Regions from separate parts of the Mus musculus genome. Here region 1 is linked to region 2. Evidence: chromatin contacts called from public Hi-C data. All regions are on one chromosome and are shown on one strand. The core of a region is the stretch at or near the end of the contact, and the rest is flanking DNA. Distances in the headings are between cores, read along the strand shown.

Region 1 (5,796 bases), core at 2,910-5,409, 43 kb after region 2:
ACGTACATTCAAGTGACCCCGTGCTTCGCTGATGTGTGTTCCTTTGGTGTGTGTGCACTCAGGACCTGGTATAGCCAGGTCCCACATTGAGCCTGTTGTTTCCATTCCTTTCCATAGTGGCTGTGCATGTTTACTTCCCAGTAGGAGTGTAGCAAATGCTTGTCCCTCTCCCCTCACATCCTCAATGACACTTCTCATTTGTTTTCTTGATGACAGCCATTGTGATGGGTGAGGGACTCTCAAAAGAGTTTTAATTTTCATTTCCCTGATAGCTAATTATATGGGAGGCTCTTCAAGCGTGTATTGGCTATTTGTATTTTCTCTTTTAAGAAATATCTGCTCGGCTCTTCAGCTCATGTATTGATTAGACGATTTAATTTTCTGGTGTTTAATTTCTCCAGTTTTAAAATACATCCTAAATGTTAATCACTCGTCTGAAGTGTGGGTGGCAAGGCCTCCTCCCACTCCTACAGCCCTCCTTCCCCTCTGCTGATGGTTGCTTTCCTCTTCAGCATCTTTTAAATTTCATGTAATCCTGTTTACAACCAATTCTTGGTGTTTCTTTTTCTCTTCTTTTCTTTTTTTAACCTGTGCGATTAGAGTCCCCTTCAGAGCCTTGCTTCTTCCCAGATCCTGAAGTGTTTACCTCCAGCCATTACACGCATTCAGATCACATGTTGTTAAGGTCTCTGCTCTCTCTTGAACGGCTCTTGTGCAGGGTGAGAGCTATGGATCCAATCCCTTCCCTTGACACGTAGACAACCAGTTCCCCCGCCCCGCCCCCCCATGTGTTGAAGTCTATCTTTTCTCCAACTAAACTTTGACTTTTGTCAAAAACATAGGTAACTCTGGCTGTGTGGGCTCATTTTGGGGTCTCCTGAGGTCCTCGAGGGCCCCGTCTGTGTTTGTGCCAGCACTATGCTGGCTTTGACCCTATGGCTTGAGGTGTAATTTGAGGTTGGGTATAGTGACAGATCCAGCCTTGCTTTTTCTGCTGAAGATTTCCTTGGTCGCCAGGAGTCTGTCATGTTTCCGTATGAGTTTGAGGGCTTTGTTCCTGGAGTAAACCTAAGAAAGGAGGTGAAGAACTCTTACAGTGGAATTGTCAGGATACCAAAGAAGAAAACCGAGCTGACTGTCGAAGACTGCATGAGCGCCCATGCTCTCAGGTTGGCAGAATTAATACTGTGAAAAAAAGAGATACCAGAAGCAATCAATAGATCCAACACAATCCTCATTAGAATCCAGTGGTGCTGTCCACCATTCTTTCCCAGGCTTCATATAGAGTCACCATTTGGTCCATGTCTTAGTCAGGGTTTCTATTCCTGGACAAACATCATGACCAAGGAGCAAGTTGGGGAAGAAAGGGTTTATTCAGCTTACACTTCCATACTGTGCTGTTCATCACCAAAGGAAGTCAGGACTGGAACTCAAGCAGGTCAGGAAGCAGGAGCTGATGTAGAGGCCATGGAGGGATGTTCTTTACTGGCTTGCTTCCCCTGGCTTGCTCAGCCTGCTCTCTTATAGAACCAAGACTACCAGTCCAGAGATGGCACCACCCACAAGGGACCTCCCTGCTTGATCACTAATTGAGAAAATGCCTTACAGCTGGATCTCATGGAGGCACTTCCCCAACTGAAGCTCCTTTCTCTGTGATAACTCCAGCCTGTGACAAGTTGACACAAAACTAGCCAGTACAGTCCAGTAGCTTCACTTTTAGGTATGTGTCTTGTGTTGGTGAGCTTTTCATCTGTGGTCAATTACCTAAGGAAACAGTTTGAGAGAGGAAGACTTTACATTGCAGCACAGTGCCTTGGTCACTTGGCTTACTGCTAATAGCCTATGCACGGTGAGCGGAAGGTCACCATGGACACATGGGACAGAGGAGACTCTGAGTGGCTAGGGACCTGTCTAGCCCACTACCCACCAGAAGTAGCAGAAAAGAAAGGACTTAGGGGAAGTGGACCTGTTAAGAAAGGTTCTTTGAAGCAATCCCCTCTGCACTGTCAGGAAATTGGCCGTTCAGTTCACAGGTCAGCAGCAGCAGCTCCATCCATTCAGAGCCACTTCATGGATACATTAACAGTGCGGTTCAGTAGTGTCAGGGTAGCAGCAGCGGCGGCACCGTCTAGCAGGAACAGCCAGGCCTTGTGGAATCAGCGTGAGTCAGCAACAGAGACCAGGAGGGACTTCCAGGAGAAGTTCTTGGCTGTCCCTCAGCAAAGTGAGGACCAGGAAAGATGGGAGACCCACAAGCATCGCACAGCCAGCTCCACAAGCAAGCCAAGCTCAGCCTCCATCGCTTCCCCGTGCGTTAGCTTTATGCTCCCTCCAAACATCCTCTCAACTGTGTCTGTTTCAGTGAACCGTTCCTGTGCGTGTCTGCTTTAGCAAACCATCCGTTTACTTGTGTCTGCTTCAGAAAAACACTCCTTCCCCTGTTTGCCCCGGTAAAACCCCCATCTGACACAACTGACTTTCCAAAGGACCCTTAAATTTCCACTTGAGCATGCTTCTCTTTGAGACATATCCTCAGTAACTTACTTCCTCCGGCTACATCCCACCCCCAAAGCAATGCCAACCGTGTGGATCATGTCCACAACATGAGAAGGTTTTGTTTTGTTTTTGTTTTTCTTATGTTCAAACGGTAGCATACCTTCCCCAAACTGAGACAGGATTTTGAAGAGCTGTCTAGACATCCATGTTTTAAGCAAGATACAGAAAAGCCAAAAGAGGGAAAGGAGCCAAGTGTCCCCTGAGAGAAGAATGAAGTAGGAAGAGGTGCTCTGTCCCCACAGTAGAATAAAAGGGGGTTCGGCTGCTTTCCACTCTGTGGATGAACTGGAGAACACTATGCTGAGTGAAATGAGCTAGCAGTGAAAGGACAAGTACTGTATAGTTTAGCTATAAGCACTTCCTGGAGGAAGCCAATTCAGAGACAGAAAGCAGAGGGGGGGGGGAGGGGGGGAGAGACCGTTGTTTAGAACTTCAGGTGTGAGGCTGAAGGTTATACACTGTGGGTATCACTAATGACACCGAACTATGCACACTTAAAGTAGACAAAAATATACATTTGGGGTTGCATGTTTTTCTCACACATTTTTTTCCTAATTCTGAAGAAAAGCAAAACAAAATCCGCCAATCTCCATATTGAAAGGTTTGCCTTGAGTCAAGCCCAGACCCCTGTAAGCATCTGCCCTCCCCATCTGAGCAGGCAAAGGCCCTGTGACCCTCATGCAGGCAACATAGAGGGCAGAGGGGCCAAAAGCCCTGTGTTGGCTCCTGTGTGGAATGGAGTGGCAGCTGGTGGTTGGAAGTGAGGGTGGTCACATGGGCTGCTCCCTCATCACACAGAGACGGCTCTGGTTGGTAGGACCATTCAGGGCACATTGTAAAGACACTGGACTTGGAGAGGAACTGTTGATGAAGTAAACGGATTCTTGTCTATGAAAACTATTCTTACATAGAGGGTGGGAACAAGGAAGAGGCAGATCACCTATGTATGAAATATATCATGTGTGTATAGAGTTATGAGGAGGAAAGCTGGGCTATCTCTCTATCCCTCTGTCCACTCACCGAATGGGAACGATGAGAATGACCTACCTTATTTAGTCCACGTCTCCCAGAAATCAGAGCCAGGGCAAGCATTGTCTAGAACTGACACTGGGAGAGAAGGGAAGTTTGAAATTAGCTTTTGTGGTTCCCCAGCTGACTTCAAAAGGGCTGCCTGAAAGTACCTGGAGGTACCTGCCTGGCTGTGGGTGGGAGGAGCCACTGCCCAGCTCTTGCCTGTTGCAGGCATCACATGAGCAGATCCTAACCAGGGAACTTGCACTGCTGATGCCTCTGTAACCAGTGGTAGGAACAGGGGCCCTGCAAGTCCTATGGAGGGAGTGATGGAAGTGTCCAGAAGCCCACAAATCTCAAAGTCTTTCCTCGAACATCCCGGGTCTCCTTTTCGTTAGTGAGAGGGAACCCCAAGCACTTTGATCCAAAATTTGTAGAGCTTGAGGTAAAAGTCAAGGCTCCCTGGGGAGGGTGGGTGTGGAGGCAGCCTCGCCTGTTGGGAGAACTTCTCAGTCAACTGTTGGAACGCAGAGAAGGCAGGCATTGTTCACAGGGCGCTGGCTTCACAACACTGGCAACTTGTGCTCAGCCGGCTTGGCGTGTGCGCAGGATCTGGGGCCAATGTCCCAAGGGGTTGCTGCCCAGGTGGCATGAATGGGACTCCATTCACAAGAAGGAGCCACTGCTTGTTGCTGCTCTGGAAGATATGCAGTTATGGAAAATGGTCTGGAGGCTGAGGAGGCTCTGGTACCCACCAGAACAGCCAACCCGGATGTTAGAATGCCCGGGTTGGCCTATTTGCATTTCTGATAGAGGAAGCTATCTTCTGTCACTCACACCCAAATGCCCTATCCCCTGAGGGGCTGTTAGGCCATTGCATCCCCGGGCCCATCTTTCTGGAAGGAAAATGGGGACGCCAATGTGTTTTAGGCCCTATAATCCTTTAGGGATGGAACTGATCTAGAATGGGCAGTGACTCTGCCTGGATGTCAAGTCTAGTGGATTGTGACCACTATCTAAGCCTTGGCAATTCCTGCCTGTGTTCTTCTGCCCTTTAGGAAACTGTTATGGTTTCCTATCTGCTCAGCACAGGGCGTGGTATTATTAGAAGCTGTGGCCCTGTTGGAGTAGATGTGGCCTTGTTGGAGTAGGTGTGTCACTGTGGGTGTGGGCTTTAAGAATCTCATCCTAGCTCCCTGGAAGCCAGTATTCTGCTAGCAGCCTTCAGATGAAGATGTAGAACTCTCAGCTCTGCCTGCATCATGCCTGCCTGAATGAGCCTTGATGATAATGGACTGAACCTCTGAACCTGTAAACCAGCCCCAATTAAATGTTGTCCTTATGGTAATTGCCTTGGTCATGGAGTCTGTTCACAGCAGTAAAACTCTGACTAAGACACTGACCCTTCCTCCAAGGTTTAGAAATGGGAGGCAAGGCTGGGGCAGCTCTACCTAGCCAGGCAGGCTTCTCTGCATGGTCAGCCGCCAGCTCTAGGAGTCCAGAACATCTGCCTAGGCAGGCAGCCAGGGGCTAGCACCACCACATGTCTGTATTGGCTTCTACAATGGGTACATGCATGCACTATGGTGACACGGACATGTGATGGAGGTACCGCTCCTGCTTCTTCAGATGCTTGGTAACGGTAGGTGAAGACAATGCCCGATTTTTTCAGAAAGTGAACTGATTTAGGATCCCGAGACATCCGGCCCTGAGGGTTCCGATAAGGATGCTAACCTACTTCATTTCGCAGAGAACCACCTTCTTTACTGGACCCAGAAAGGGGAGTCAGGGGGAGGGGTCTGCTCTGGGCCCCATGGAAGTTCAGCCAGGCAATCTCAGACACTTTGCTGTCAATGTTCACAGTGTTGTCAGTTAGAGCCCCCCAGGACCCAGAGTGGATGGATGCCCATTTGGGAGGAAGCTAGAACCCTGGGCTTTGTCTATTGTTTGTAGTTCTTTCCACCCCACCCCCCACCGGAGGTACTTGTAAAACACAACTATTTAGGGTGCCATTAAGGACCAGAAATGAGACTGACTTGATCCTTGCCCCAGCAAGTCCATAGTCTAGCTCGAGAAGGCAGCAGACAGAGATGGCCTGAGGCAGACCACTTCCAAGTTCCCATCCCCCCAGAACCTCTGATCTGGATTTGACCAGGAGCCAGGGCACCTCAAGTTACACCCTCTCTGCTGTCCTGAGCACTATGGGAAACTGGTTAGGCAGCCAGAGAT
Region 2 (6,088 bases), core at 73-2,572:
AGCCTATGAGAAGTTCTTACAGGCCATGGCCCCAGGCATCCCTGACTTCCCACTTCACTACTCAGGAGCCAGCACACAGAGCAGGCCACAGGAATGAACACATGTGAGACAGGAACTTGGGAGGGTCCTTGGTGCTGCTCAGGAGCCCCTCGCCCTGCGCCTGCATCTGCCACTGTGCTTGCTTTCCAGAGCCGCCCTGATTATAGTGAGCTGTGGGAAAATTAAGGGTTTGCAGGAGGCTGCCAGGCCCTGCTGCTGCCTCCCCGCCCTGCTTGTCACAGATGCCAGGCAGAGCCGTCCCCAAAGGCCACTTGCCCTACTGGGCTGCCCAGACACAGCACAGAAAAGGGGCTTCCTCCTAGAGACCTTCTCATAGCCTAGACTTGAGAGTAGCAAAGACCACTTACTCCTGGACAGTGGGGGAACTGAGGCCCAGAGAACCTAAGAGAGCATCCCATGGCCTCCAGGGGCCCAGGGTATTGGGACCTCAGGATAAGGGAATCCAGAAAGATGATGTCCCCCACATGTGCCCAGGGACTGCACTGGTGGACCAACCCTGGGCATCAGGGTTGCACACCTGCATGGCTCCTGTCTGTCTCTTGCAGCCAGCCCTTGCTCCAGGGGACCTTCCCAGCTCCCATCCTGCTCCCTCAGGAGATTCCGAGATGTCGCCCACGCAGCTCTTGCCCCAAAGGAACCTTGTTCTGATGGGGTGGGCACACACGAGGAATGAAACACCTCTAAACCAGGCAGGAAACGGAAATGCTAGGGGCAGAAATTCCCAGCCAACGTGCAGGGGCTCTGTGAGCAGGTCAGCGCCTGCAGAGTGGCCCTGCCTGCCCAGCCTCAGTTTCCTCGCCTGTCCATGGGGAGGACTGCTGGCGGCCTGCTAGGGCGGCCGGAGATGAAGGTGCCCGAGGCATGCGCGGGCCCACGCGCGGCCCACGCTCGGGAAGCGGTCCCTGGCCAGTCTCCTTCCGGCTCTGCGGCCTCTCCAGGGCCGCCCCCCGAACGGGGTGGGCTCAGCCGGGCCCCCTACACCCGCCTTCCGCAAGTCCTCAGGCCGCACGCGCAAAGCAGCCGCGGAGGCCCGGCCGCCCCGCCCCGCGCGAGGGCCCCGGGCCCCGGCGCCACCCAGGGCCGCCGCGGGCGCGCGCAGGGACCGCCCCAGCGTGGTGCCCGCCGCCCAGCCCCGCCCCGCGCCCTGCCAGCCCGGCTCTCGGGTACTCACCGCCCGGCGAAGCCGGCCCGGCCGCCGGCCACCCGTCCACATGGCCCCGGCTCTGCGCGCCCGAGCCCGCGGCCGGGGCTCCCCAGCGCCCCGCTTCCCGCAGGGAGCGCCCGCCCCCCGCCCCCGGCCCGGCTCCCCGCCAGCCCCGGCCCCGCGCAGCCGCGGCTGCTCCGGCGCTTCCCCGCGCCGCGCCGGGCAGGGCGCACGTGGTGGGCGCGGGGCGCACAGGGCGCGGAATGGCGGCGCGCGGGGTGAATGAGTCCCGCGCGCATGAATGGCGGCGGGCATGAATGGAGGAGTGTGGGGTGCAACGCCTTGTGTCCCGGGCCCTGCTTGGGGGTGGGGTACCAGCATTTAGTAGGTACCTGCTGTGTACCGGCCACTCAGGTCCCCAGGGACTGACTTGGCAGTGAGAGACAGGTCCCTGCCCTCAGGGACCTTGCAGTTTACAGACAGGACAGTGACTTCCAAGGGTGTAGTCCACTGCTCTGCCCTTCAAGTTCTGGCCGATGCCTAGCCCCCATACCTGTCATGGGTTCCTTAAACTGCAGCAGCCCCCCTATATACTTCCAAGACTGGCCTGTAAATCTCTGTCTGGGAGCTCCATAATAGTGGAGGGGCTCCTTCTTTCCAAGAAGTAATCCAAAAGGAATCATGACTTCAGGAGGGCAACTGTGACTGTGGTAGAGCATCCCTCTCTGGCCCCAGTAGCGCTCAGGACTTGTCAGGTTATTCTGGCCCTGGGTGAGACACTGGCATAGTGGTGCTGATAGTCCCAACCAAACTGGAGCACGTATGGAAGCTAACTAGCATAAGTCCCGAGAAACCAGGGTCCCCCTTCTGCCCCGGGAGCATCTTTCCAGTCTAGTAGAGTCAATCACATGGGGCCAGGAAGGATCTGGGGTGGGGGAAAAAGACAGCAGAGCCTACCTTTGGCTTCTCTCAGGGCCTGTGGGCTGAACGGTTGAGTGTTAATGGTTTCCGAGGGAGATAAGGGGATACTAGCAGCGACTACAGCACGTATGTTGACATTGTACTGTGGTAAACATACATGTCAAGAGTTAGCATTTTAATCACCTTTAAGTGTACGGTCCAGGGGCAGCGAGGACATCCATGCTGTCACGGGGCTGTCACCACCATCCACCCCTCGGCCTTATGTGCTGTGTACATTGCAGCTTCTCTCTCCTTTAATTAGGGGAGTAGCTGGTGCACTCAGGCACTGTGACAGCACAGGAAAAGTGTGCTGACAGCGAAGGAAGAGAGAGAGGCAATAAAAGTGAGTCTCCAGGAGGAACAGGCAGACACGGGGGTGGGGGTGGGGTAGAAGTTAGGAGTGTCCCTTATCTTCCCCAGGGACATTACTCTGTAATAGGTGTGGAAGGGGAGGGTTCAGTGAGCCTCAGGATGCTCCTCCTAACTCTAGGAGTATGGACCACAACTGAGGCAGGTACAAGAAGGCAGCCCTGGCCCACGGTGGCCAGCTTATGCTAACTTCTGACTCACTGTGGATGTGTCTCTTGCTCTGGGGATCTGAGTTAACCCATGCTGAAGTTAGAGGTAGCATGGGCCACCAATCCTGATCACTGCGGTCCTCCTGACAGAGATGGAACAGTCCTTAAAGTCCTACTTTCCCCCATACAGGCCTCCAAAGGCCTGAAGGGAAAAACAGAGAACACAGATGTAGCCCATAGAACTGGGTTCTGTCTATATTTCCTGCCCTGGGCTGTAGCCTTCCCTTAGAGATGGGTCCTGCTCAGGTGAAGCCAGAACGCTGTTCTCCTCTGCCCTGCCTCCTCTGCTGCCAATGCACAGATGGCTAGAGAGGAAGGGGAGGGGCCAATGGCTCCTGCCTGCTATACTTCGGAAGTCTTCAGACTCAGGCCAGGCTTGCTTGGGAAGGCTTCAACCTTCAACTCTAGAGTTGTTCCTAAGGTCTTGTTTCATCCCTCCCTCACTAGACTCCCTTCATCTCCCACCAGTGGGAGGGGACAGGGAGACAGCTGTCCCTGGCTGTGGGTCTTTTGTCCCTGTCACACTCCATGTGAAAGGTGGTACTGCTCCCTTTGCAGACAGTACAACGGAAGCTTAGAGGTTATGCCCCTTCCCAGAGGCCACTAGCAAGGAGAAAGCTGATCAAGGATTTGAGCACATCGTTCGTCTGGCCCAGTGCCCCTATCCATGTCTGACCTTCTCCCAGGTAGAGGAAAGCCTAGGGGTGTCACCTGAAGAGCATCCCAACAGTTGAGAGCCCAGGGCTTTTGCGTTCAGAACAGCAGAGCATAGTAACCCAGGAGGAACTTCCTAGAGGAGGCCTGTCTTCAGCTGGGGTGGACGTGGGGAACACTACCCCGTGTGGTAGAGGCCTTGGTCCTCAGTTCCTGTCCCCAACCCTCATCAGCTTTCCAGATGTCTGGACACTAGGGTTCCATAACTGTCCCAGCATACTTGTGCCATCTAGGGAGCAGAAGACCGGCTGTTCCTCCAGAAGTATATTGTTGGACTTGGCCAGCCGCAGGAGAGACCCCACCCCAGCGAAGCATTTGTCTCAGTGAGGCCCGTTCATCCATGGTCCCTCTTCCTCCTTTCTGGTCACTCACTGCACACCTGAGACCGTCACAGGGTTGTGCCTTTTGCCACACTGTGGGTCTTACAGGCAAGGTTCCTGCTGTCTCCCCAAACCTACAGCAAGGAACCTGGTTCCCACCTCAGGCTCAGGAGTCTCTTCTGTCTCCAGGTTGCCCTTCCATCTCCATCCACCCACAGACATGCTTACTGTATCCTCATCAAACAAGAGACAACATCCCAGTGAGGAGAACTCCTGGAATGGCCTCAGCTTTGTCCAGATCCCCAACTTTCTGGTCCCAAGGAGAGACTTGATTTTCCCTCCCAACTTCCAAAACCTTCACAATCTTGTCTCCTGGCAAGAGTGTGGCTCCACTTGGGTGCGTCGTGGTCTAAATATCCCTGCGTCTTCCATTCTCACTCAGGACAGCTAGTGAAGACCAACTTGGGAGTGACCCCTCCTCCAACAGCTAGACCTCTGGCCTGGGTCCCGGGAAACCATATCTAAGCTTCTGTTGTCTCGGAGTGTTCCTGGGTCACCTTTGTCTGTGTGCTTTCCCATATAATGTTCAGAAGATACAGTGATTGGATAAAGCCCGAGAAAGATTCACCCTACAGGAAGAGTCTGCGGCCGGTCGCAGGCAGGAGTCACAGGATCAGGAGACTCCAATGCTGGGCAGAGCCAGTGTGCCAGGCACGGACTCCCCGCTGGGACGCAAGGTGGCAGCAGGGCCACAGTCGCCGGGACATGAGTAGACTGCCCTCATTGAAAACAGGAACTCTGAGGCGGCCACCAATTTTCCTCACTCCACTGGGCAGGAAAATTATTTCTGCCGGTTTTGTGTGTCCCAGCCAGTATGCGCGCCCATGAGAGATCTAGTCTGTTTTCCCTAGGAGACTGGGAGCTGTGCTGGGTGGAGCTGGGTAGGGCTGGCTGACAGGAGGCAGGAGGCAGGAGCCCTGGCTGAGAAGGTGGGCAGAGGTCTCTGCCACCAGCCTCCTCTGGTGCATGTAGTTGGCAGGGCTATTCTGGGCCCCTAGCACTCTGGGCTCTATACTAGTAACCCCAACCAAGTGTTGGCCTCATTCACAGATTCACACACCAGAAGAGGCCCCAAAGGAACTACCCAGAGGGGCTCTCAGGCACAAGGCTCATGGCGACCCTAGGGACATCCCTCTGACCCACAACCCCTGGGCCTACCTTAGCAGGGATGAAGCTTAGCAGTAGCTGCGATTTAAGCAGAGATCTGACTGCCCCAGCCCCACACTGCAATAAGCACTGGTCTCAAGGGACTTAAAACTGTCGGGGTGACAAGGGCCAGGGGGAATCTCTGGAAGTTGTATCCACCGGGGGTGGGGGGAGGGGCTTATGAAGTGTTGACCTCAGAGCAGTGTGAACTGGGAAGTGGGGGTGGAGGATAGGGTTTAGATAGCTGCCCCAACTGCAAGGTGTTGCAGCCAGAGTTGAGGCTTAGAAGCCCAGGGTGCTGTTCCCGTGAGGCCACAGGTTGGAGCAGGAAACGCAAGTATGGTGGCCTGTTCACCCAAACTCCTCCAACACGAGGTTTACTCTTCTAAAATGGGATAGTTTTGAAACCAAACCAAAGAGGGTAAGAAGATGGCCTTAGGCTTAGAGTAAAGGACTTTTGCACTCCGGAGGGGCGGGCAGCTTTGGCAGGGGGATCTGCCTGTTCCAGGTTCAGCCCTGTGCTCTTGCTCCTTGCAGGATGGCCTTCCCTACATCGTGGCCCTAGGGCCAACTGGATTCCTGGCCACCTTAATTCTCCCCTTTCTCTGGTTGGTCATGCACCTCTAGGGACAGGAGAGCCCCAGCTTGGAGCTTGCCAGGCCTGGCCTGCATTCTGAGCTCATGGGACCCACCCTTACCCAGGAGTGGGTCATGGACTTAGGGCTGCTGAGAATATGGTCAGAATAAATATGGAATTTCTTGCATCAATTCCAACTCAAATGAAGAGGTTAGGAAGAAAATTCGTGTGGACAAGTGCTTGCCCCACAGACATGAATAAGGTCAAGTTTGTATCCCCCCCACAGAAAGAGTTTGGTGCAGTGGTACATACCTGTTAACATACCTGTTAATCCCAGCTCTGCGGAGCCAGATCTCTCGGACTCACTGGCCAGCCAGTCTAGCTGAATCTAAGAGCTCCTGATTCAGAGAAGACAGACACAGAGAGAGAGACAGAGAGAGACAGAGAGAGACAGAGAGAGAGACAGAGACAGAGACAGAGAGAGAGACAGAGAGACACAGAGAGACAGAGAGAGACACAGAGAGAGACA

Evidence for each region. A called contact is a pair of places that touch in the nucleus more often than the background predicts.
Region 1: a contact with region 2 is called in a Hi-C map of the N1E-115 cell line, with 1.9 times the contacts expected there. The contact joins the enhancer-like site here to the promoter of Begain in region 2. A contact is called at or near these places in 1 of 15 datasets of contacts at CTCF or cohesin (the NIH/3T3 cell line), 2 of 484 Hi-C or Micro-C datasets (the N1E-115 cell line and pre-B cells) and 2 of 9 other capture datasets (adipose tissue and pancreatic islet).

The regions. Positions count from the first base shown.
Region 1 is chr12:109,106,907-109,112,702 of GRCm38.p6, forward strand. No RefSeq gene overlaps it. Among named protein-coding and RNA genes, the nearest start is that of Begain, 42 kb to the left of the region's middle. Within about 2 kb of position 4,160, at least 15 of the 459 cell types and tissues checked have an H3K27ac peak or open chromatin away from gene starts, as enhancers often do. A contact at or near this core is called in the N1E-115 cell line, where this site is marked.
Region 2 is chr12:109,066,895-109,072,982 of GRCm38.p6, forward strand. It overlaps Begain (brain-enriched guanylate kinase-associated), which reads right to left and starts at 1,323. Exons shown (of 7, transcript NM_001163175.1): 1 at 1,232-1,323. The coding sequence starts at 1,273.